Regions from separate parts of the Sus scrofa genome. Here region 2 is linked to region 1. The links are chromatin contacts, called in public Hi-C maps. All regions are on one chromosome and are shown on one strand. Each heading gives the region's core, a stretch centred on a gene start, on an enhancer-like site or on the middle of the called end of the contact. The rest is flanking DNA. Distances are from core to core; before and after follow the strand shown. Region 1 holds the start of MAGI1 (membrane-associated guanylate kinase, WW and PDZ domain-containing protein 1). Region 2 overlaps MAGI1 (membrane-associated guanylate kinase, WW and PDZ domain-containing protein 1).

Region 1 (4,182 bases), core at 485-2,984:
TCCAAGAAAAGAGGCTGAAGATGAAATTTTCTTCACCAAGAAGAGCCATGGAAAATTGGTCACTTCCTTCTTTTACAAATACTACAAAGCAACGGGATTTTTCATTTCTGGATATCCCAAGAGAGAAGCATCAACATTCCTCTCTTATTTTTATTAGCTGAGAATAGCACCCTACAATCAGAGCTTTAAAGTGTTTCCATGTATGCCTGTATATTTTAAGTTTCGTAAAGGCGAGGAGGGATTATTGGTATCATCTAATTTGAAATCCCAAATGATTCCTAATTTTCTTTCCAAATACTATACTACTACTACACCAAATTTTTATCGTATGCAAGCTCTTCTCCCTCATAATACACCCAAGAACCTAGTGAGGTATTGCTATATGTACTTAATAAGGGAGAAACTAAGGCACTGAGGGGTCCCCGTGCTTGATCAAGGTCACAGAGACTGGACTGGTGGGGATCTAAACCCCAGAGAAAGGCTCTCAACCGTGACCGCTGTGGCACTCCCTCCTTTCTGAGTCCCTTACACTCCCCTTCCTTATTTAGCACTTGCAATCTTTCCTGGGACCAAAGATGAATAAACAAGTTATAAATCACAGAAGAAAAGAAAATGCTTGGGAGACTATCGCTCAGGCCGATTGGGGAGTATTTAGGGAGGGCAGCCTTGATGGTGCAGGCTATTCTTTCAGTCCGCAGCCCTGAAGCACATTCCCAAACCTGGCAGGAACTGAAGCTGGCTCACCCCCACGCCCCCGGGCGGCGCCGAAGGCAGCCCCAAGCCCGGGGCTGAGAATTCCAATAGGTGTCTGCCGCGCCCCCGCTCCCGCGGGCTCCAGGACGCGGGTGCAGATCCCAGATCTGGGGGTGATTCTTATCTCCTAGCCCCGGGCGGGTCCGAAGGCTGCCCAGCTCAGTCGGGAATTTGATCCTGGGACCAATGCCTGGCTCCAGAAATCTCTGCCCACAAGGGAGTTAAAAAGTTAGACCTCTTTTCACTTGAAGACCCGAATCCCCTCTTGCCTTTGGCTTCTTTCCCTGGTCTAGTTTTCCCACGTCCAAAAAAGTTGGTCTCAAAGTTTGAGTGCGTGTGTGTGGTGTGTGTGTGTGTGTGAGCGTGTGACGCTCATAGGGATCCCAGTTGGGGAATCCAAGAGTCCCCTTCCCCAGGGTCGCAGAGACAGGGGCAAGTCTAGTTCCACGACCCAAACCCAAGGGCGCAGTGCAGGCGGGGAGAAGGGGGGGGGCCGACGCACGCCTTTGGGTTTGGTTCAGGGTTTTAGATTGAAATGTGGCGGGGGTCGGGGTGGGGGTTGCAAGGCAGGCGCCCGGGGCTGGGTGACCAACAGCGTGGCCAGCCACTGGCTGAAGGCGGTGGTGAGGCTTAGGCCGTCGTGAGCGCGTGCTTGTGTGCGTGAGTGTGAGCGCGAGTGGTGAGCCTACCCAACCCCCACCTGTTTTAAATGATTTTAAAATGCCAAAACCAAACTGGCCTATGTTTTCAAAAGTTTCAAACAGTTGGAGTAATACACGTGCGCTTCCCCCAAACTCCCGAAAGAAATTGCTGAGCCCAGGGAACTGAAAGAAAAGGAGGAATCAGAGGTGTGTGGTAAGGAGGGTAAATTGCTTGCTCCTGGCGGATCGGTTTTAGGACCCAACGGGAAGCACTTTGGAATCTCTCCCTTCGGGAAGGCGGGGTGGGGCGGGCCGGCTGGCTGGAGGCCGCGGTGCGCATGCGCGCGCGTCTCCTTTCGCCGGCCGCTGCGCTCGGCGGCGCGGAATAGAATGAACTGTAACAAAACAAGCAGAGCCTTTGTATCTGCTTAAAGGGGCCGCTGGCACTTCCCCCCTGTCCCCCAACCCCCGCTTCGCTACCGCGTCTCCTGGGCTCCCAGCAACTGGCTGGAAGGGCTTCCCTCACGCTCAGGAACAACCCGCCAACGAGAAAAGGCGAGCCAGGCGGGCGGCAAAGAGGAGACACCGCATTTCTAAGAGGCGAGAAAGAAAGGAAGGAAGGAAAAAAAATAACCCAAGCGGCGCAGAGTGGACTCTGGTCCGGGAGAGCACGGTCAGGCGCCGGAACGTGGACGGAGAAGCACCGGAATGCAAACAAAGCTCGCGGGCGCCTGTGCAGGGCTCGCGGGGAAGCCCAGAAAGTTTGTTTTATGATGGCTTGAGTGCGCGAGTGTGTGCGGCGAGCGAGGCTGCCAAGTTTCTCTCTCCCGTTGCGTTTTTTGGGGGGAGATGTCTCTCCCATGAACCAGCGAGGGCCTGGGGGGGGGGCTTGTGCTGCGGAGGGACACCTGTCTCTCACTTATTATTTTTTTTGTGGGGGGGAAGAGGGGTGTAACTCATCATGTCAAAAGTGATCCAGAAGAAGAATCACTGGACTAGCAAGGTTCACGAATGCACCGTGAAGCGGGGACCCCAGGGCGAGCTGGGGGTGACCGTGCTGGGGGGCGCGGAGAATGGAGAGTTTCCTTATGTCGGAGCGGTGGCGGCGGCCGAGGCGTCGGGGCTTCCTGGCGGCGGCGAGGGCCCGCGGCTGGGCGAGGGGGAGCTGCTTCTGGAGGTCCAGGGGATCCGGGTGTCCGGCTTGCCCCGCTATGACGTACTGGGAGTCATCGACAGCTTCAAGGAGGCGGTCACCTTCAAAGCCGTCAGACAAGGTAAGACGGGACGCGCCTCCGGAAGGCGCCCCCAGAAAAGGGGAGCGGCCTGTGGAGACTCCCTCCCCCCATCCCCAATTTCCCGCTTTTCTCCGGCAAACCCGGCTTAGAGGGGAAGTTGAGGCCAAGCGCCTTGAGTTGGTGAAATACACAAAGTTGTTGAGAGATTGTAGGTTGTTTGCCCACCTGAGTAGGGAAGAGGGGCTTAGGTTTGCGCGGGGAAGCGCGGAGATTTTTTTCGCAGGTCGGGTTTGCCAACCTGTTATCTCAGCCACCAAGTGCGGCGCAGCTTCTCCCGCATCTGGAGGAGAGTTGGGGAACTGAAGCCGGGGCTAGGGGACGTTCTTCTGGCTCCCTGGGGGGTCGTTACCGCTGGCGCAGCTGCTGCGTTCTTTGGCCGCTTGTCTGTTTCCACCTGGAGAATGGGTACGAAGGAGGGAAGGGTCTTTGCTTATTGGACGTCCCCCATCAGAAAATAACCTTCACCCCGCAGCAGCCCAGGTGGGTTGAGGCATCACTGCCTAGGTCCCAAAGCCCGCTGCCGGAAGATCCTGCATTCACTCCACAGCTGGATGACGCATGTGTCTCCTCCGTGCTGCCGGGCCGCAGGCTTGTGGGTGGCGGTGGGGGAAGAGAGTGGAGGGGGTATTTCAGCGCCAGTCAAGCCCAAGTTTATACTGCCACCAACATCATCCCTGTGATGATGTTGATAGTTGCTCTTTCGTTCCAGTCTCTTTGTACAGTGCTTTCCTTGCACTGCCTTATTCTGATTCACAACAATTCTGAGAGCGAGTTGTTCTCATAAACCCCATATTATAAGGAAGCTGGGGCTGGAGTTGGTTCAGTTACTTGCCCAAGGTCACAAAGGAGTGAGGGTTTGAGCCCTTGCTGCAGAGCTTTAAGCCCTGATGAGGAAGAGGTTGGGGGATGACCCAGGGAATGTGTTTGAGAGGAGGGAGGAGGAGCAAATTCATCTCTCTCGGAAGCCTGGAGAGGAGTGATGACCTTTCTGATGGCTGCTGGTGGTGGGAGTCCCTTACGACTTAGCTTGGTGCAGGCTAGGGACTGTCTGATATAATCCGGTGCAGAAGGACTGGATTCCCTTAAAGGGGTCCCTTTTACCGATGATGCAGCTTCTCCCCCATGAAAGCACCAGAGTGAGCCTTGGTGAAAAGTTCCCATATGTGCCTGTAGGCCTGGAAGGGCAAGCAGCAGCTGGAGGAATGTGTCAGAGGAAAGGAGGGCTGGGCTGAGCTGATCCTATCTTGGAAGCAGGCCTGTTCCAGGTGAAATGGAGCAAGGGAACTAAGAGAAGAGTTGGTAGCTTTGGGAGCTGAGTGACTGAGCGGTCTGGAAAGCTCTTTCTATTTATGTCCTCATCTTCTACTTGGACACCTCCAAGAAGCCCTCCAGCATCCTGCCAGGACGAATAAATCCTTCTTCCTCTGAACTCCCCTAAAGGTGTATCTTGTGGTTTTTTACTTACTCTGAATTATGAGTTAGGGCCCTCCCCT
Region 2 (4,182 bases), core at 662-3,161, 53 kb after region 1:
GGGTTAAAGACCTGATGTTGTCTCTGTGAGGATACAGTATCCAGTCCTCAGTCATTGGATTAAGGATCTGGAGTTGTCACAAATTTTGGCATAGATTGCAGATGTGGCTTGGATCTGGTGTTGCTATGGCTGTGGCTAGGCCAGCAGCTGCAGCCTCGATTCAACCCCTAGCCTGGGAACTTCTGTATGCTGCAGGTGTGGTCCTAAAAAGAAAAAGGAAAAGAAAAAGAAGAAAAAAAGAGCTTGGATCTTGGAATCGAGTGGGATTTTGTTCCTCAGTATTAGCTGTGTTACTTGGAAGAAATTTACTTAACCACCCTAAGAGGTGTGTGTGCACGCACATGTGCATGTGTGGTTTCTAGAGCACGCACACACACACACACACACACACTCCTCATGAACTTTAAAAACTATGTAAGATGGCATAGCAAAGGGTCTGATGAGATAGCATTTGAACTGCCTAACTCACAGGCTTGTGATCAAATTTCATTTGACTTGATTTAAAGAAAAAGAAGCGTCCACGAATGATGTAAAGGCTACAGTAATGAACACATTGTTGGGTTCATTTGACGAGACCCAGAACCGAGCTTGGCACGTAGTTAGTGACCTGCCAGCATTTGTTGAGCGAATGACTAATGTGTGAAGTCTGTTTGGATGCAAGTTCTTCTTGGTTGACAGGTGTTTAGTAAGGGCTTGCTGGTTCTTCTCCTTGCCTGTGGATTCCTACAGCAACTCAGCAGCCTCAAGCTACATCGGTTCTTGTAACACCAACACAGGACCACACCCCGCAAAGAAATAGGCAGAGCTGACAGTTTGAAGCATCAGTGGGGAAACTGACATCAGATGGATTGCCAGTAAAATCAGGTGAAATAAGCAAATTAGTACTTTGTTATGACAACCAGGTCCCTAAGGCCTGATGCAGTGGTTCTCCTTTAAATGGAAGTTCTGTTAGACATTTTATTGGCTGGCAGGAACATTGGGATATAAAAGCTGAAATGACAGCAGGACTCATGGAAAGAGAAGGGACTGTGTGAGAACCTGATCAGCCCTGGGCTTTTCCTTCCCATGTCCTTGTGTTGGACCTGGAAGGTGTTGGTGTTGTCTAGGGCTTCACTTCTTAAAATGTGGTCTGTGGACTGAGTGGCAGCTTCAGCATTTCCTGACAGCTTATTATAGACAGAATCTCAGTCCTCTTACCAGGCCTGTTAGATGAGAATCTCTGTTTGAACAGGATTCCCAGGTGATGCTGAAGCCTGTTAAACCTATGTTGGAAGGGGAATTGGAAAGTTTTGGTTAGATGGGCCTGGAATTGAACGGAAGGCCAAGCGGTAAATATTAAAGTAAAAGTGCTATTTAGAGGCAGACACAATTACTCCACAATTAACCTTGGTCACAGAGCAGTTCACTGTTTCTGGCTTGGTATAAACTGCGTTGTCTGCGTGTTTTTGTTACAGAGAATGAAGGCTGTCACTCAGGGACCTTGGGAAAAAGAGCAGATACTTGTCCTAAATTATATGGCCTGGATGGTCTGTGTCAGGACATTGGTGAGGTACCGTTTCCTTAACTGTGTTACTGGCTGTTTTCTTCAAGCAAGGGAAAGAGAACTAACATTTATGAAGTGCCCATTGTACATCAGTTAGTTTACGAGCCACCTTCTGTGCATTGTTTCATTTAATCCTCTTAAAACCTCAGGAGGATGCGAAGGTTTGGAGAGAATAATTAACTTGCCCATGTTCAGACTCCATGTTTCTCTGGCACCTGAAACCCTTCTATGCCATCATCCTGCACACGTCTTTCTCTTGGCATTGGGGTTTATTTTGGAAAACTGATATTAACGTGCAATATAGGGGAGATGGTAAGCAAGAAAAGAGTCTACATCAGCCCACGTATTTGATCAGTCAGAGCAAAGTCTGAAAGGTTGTAGTGTTGGTAAATGTTTGAATTTCATTGCATCAGAAGCAGGCCAAGAGGCAGTCTGCTAGTATGAGCTCATCCATGCTATTTTTTTGGTTTCCTGGGAATAAGAAAAAGTGATGTCTTAGTTCTGAATTTCCAACACCTACGTTTCATAAATACACTGAGGCTGTAGAGAAACACTTAGAATACCGTTGAAGAAGAACAGGAAAACACAGATCTGAAGTAGTCCTCACATGTGAATCACTTGGAACCACCTTCACAATTTTTTCCCCTGTTCACCCATTATTGTTGTACTCTTGACCTGTTTTTTTGTAACCGATTTGCTTTTAAAGAATTAGATGTATTTTAAGAGCAAACTCTGTGTCATAGCTCTAAGTAGAAACGTGCATAAATAGAAGCTTCTGAGCCTGAGTCCTGTTGTCCATTCATCATTGAGTGCAATTCACCTGTGTTAAATGGGAATTAAAAAACTCTATAATTCCAAACTGTGGCCTTTTGAAATCCAAAATTGGAAGAGTTAAAAGAGAATGAGGAGTTCCCCTTGTGGCCAGTGGTTAACGAATCCGACTAGGAACCATGAGGTTGCCGGTTTGATCCCTGGCCTTGCTCAATGGGTTAGTGATCCGGCGTTGCAGATGTGGCTCAGATCCCACATTGCTGTGGCTGTGGTGTGGGCCAGCAGCTGTAGCTCTGATTTGACCCCTAGCCTGGGAACCTCCATATGCTGCAGGAGTGGCTCAAGAAAAGGCAAAAGACAAAAAAAAAAAAAAAAGAAAGAAAAGAGTGAGACAGGAGTTCCGTCGTGGCTCACCAGTTAACGAATCTGACTAGCATCCATGAGGACACAGATTCCATCCCCGGCATCGCTCAGTGGGTTAAGGATCTGACATCCTTGTGAGCTGTGGTGTAGGTCGAAGACGTGGCTCAGACCCTGCATTTCTGTGGCTGTGGTGTAGGCTGGCAGCTGTACCTCCGATTTGACCCTAGCCTGGGAACTTCCATATGCCACAGGTGTGGCCCTAAAAAAAAAAAAGCAAAAAAAAAAAAAAAAAAAAAAAAAAAGAGAGAATGAGACAGGAAATAGTTTTCTCACAATGTGATTCACTCTGTATGTTTCTGTCTCTATACCATGACTCTTCTGCCCATTGGCAGATATGCGTGAGGATAAGTAAGATTTTGTGGTTGGGATTCTCTTTCTGGCCCGAGTAGTCTAGTTGATGACTTGTGGACTTGAGGAGCATTATGCTCTACTGAGTTCATGTTGACCATTTACCCTGTCAGAGGAGGCAGACTGGCTCCAGGGAGCATAGTCCCATGGCAGGAACTAAATTTGAAGTGTGAAATTGAGGCATGTGCCCGAGAATGGCTTTACAGCTTTGCTCATATGCTTTTAGAAGCTTCAGCTAAATAAGGAGAGTCTCCCTGACTATGGGCCACCCTCTGGCCAGAATAGGTGGCATCATCCTCAAGGGGCTTGTAGGTCTTTTTAAGGGAACTGGCCCGAGCAGTTGATTTAGATGTTGGTCTTCCATCAGTAACCTCCTTCCTTCATCTTTAGCTTTTCCATTTCTTCCCATGGTGGAATGCTTCCTGAAACCCTACCAGGTATTTATAGCACTTGGAACAAGAAAGAGAACTTGATTTCATTTTCCTGCACTTTGTCATGGTTCACTCTCTTTAACTCCTTCTGTCTCTTCCCTGCCTCTGGTCAGTTCCTCCTCCTGTGTCTGCTCCTCCCTCTCACCTTTTTCTCAAGACTTCTCCACTCCAGCTGTCATATTTGTCTACCACCTGTACTCTTTTTTACTTAACATTTTTCTTTTGCTCAAAAGCTTTTTTTTTTTTTTTTCCGGCTGCATGGGCAGCATGTGGAAGTTCCCAGACCAGAGTCTGAACCTGTGCTGCTATTGCAGCTTAAACGTTAGTCTGTAAAATCATGGATTTTATAAGACAACTCATTTTTTTCAATTACTCATTAAAATGAAAATACGGACAAATATATATCACTTGTATGTTGAATCTAAAAAAAAAAAGATAAGATTAGCTTATTTATAAAATAGAAATAGACTCACAGAGATAGAAAACAACCTGTGGTTACCAAAGGGGATGGCGGGGGCAGGGGGAAGAGAAGTTAGGAGCTTGGGATTAACATCTACACACTACTGTATATAAAAACAGGTAAACAACAAAGATCTGTATAGCACACGGAACTAAACAGTATCTTGTAATAATCTGTAACAGAAAAGAATCTGAAAAAGGATATAT

What was found. Hi-C and Micro-C count contacts between places; a contact is called where the count stands out from the background.
Region 2: a Hi-C map of liver shows a contact between it and region 1, with 2.0 times the contacts expected there. The contact joins the enhancer-like site here to the promoter of MAGI1 in region 1. A contact is called at or near these places in 1 of 5 promoter capture datasets (liver) and 6 of 47 Hi-C or Micro-C datasets (liver, retroperitoneal adipose tissue and skeletal muscle).

What each region holds. Positions count from the first base shown.
Region 1 is chr13:47,565,692-47,569,873 of Sscrofa11.1, reverse strand. MAGI1 (membrane-associated guanylate kinase, WW and PDZ domain-containing protein 1) reads left to right here and starts at 1,734. Exons shown (of 22, transcript XM_021070801.1): 1 at 1,734-2,668. The coding sequence starts at 2,356.
Region 2 is chr13:47,513,095-47,517,276 of Sscrofa11.1, reverse strand. All of the region lies in intron 1 of MAGI1 (membrane-associated guanylate kinase, WW and PDZ domain-containing protein 1), which reads left to right. Among named protein-coding and RNA genes, the nearest start is that of MAGI1, 53 kb to the left of the region's middle. Within about 2 kb of position 1,911, at least 2 of the 83 cell types and tissues checked have an H3K27ac peak or open chromatin away from gene starts, as enhancers often do. A contact at or near this core is called in liver, where this site is marked.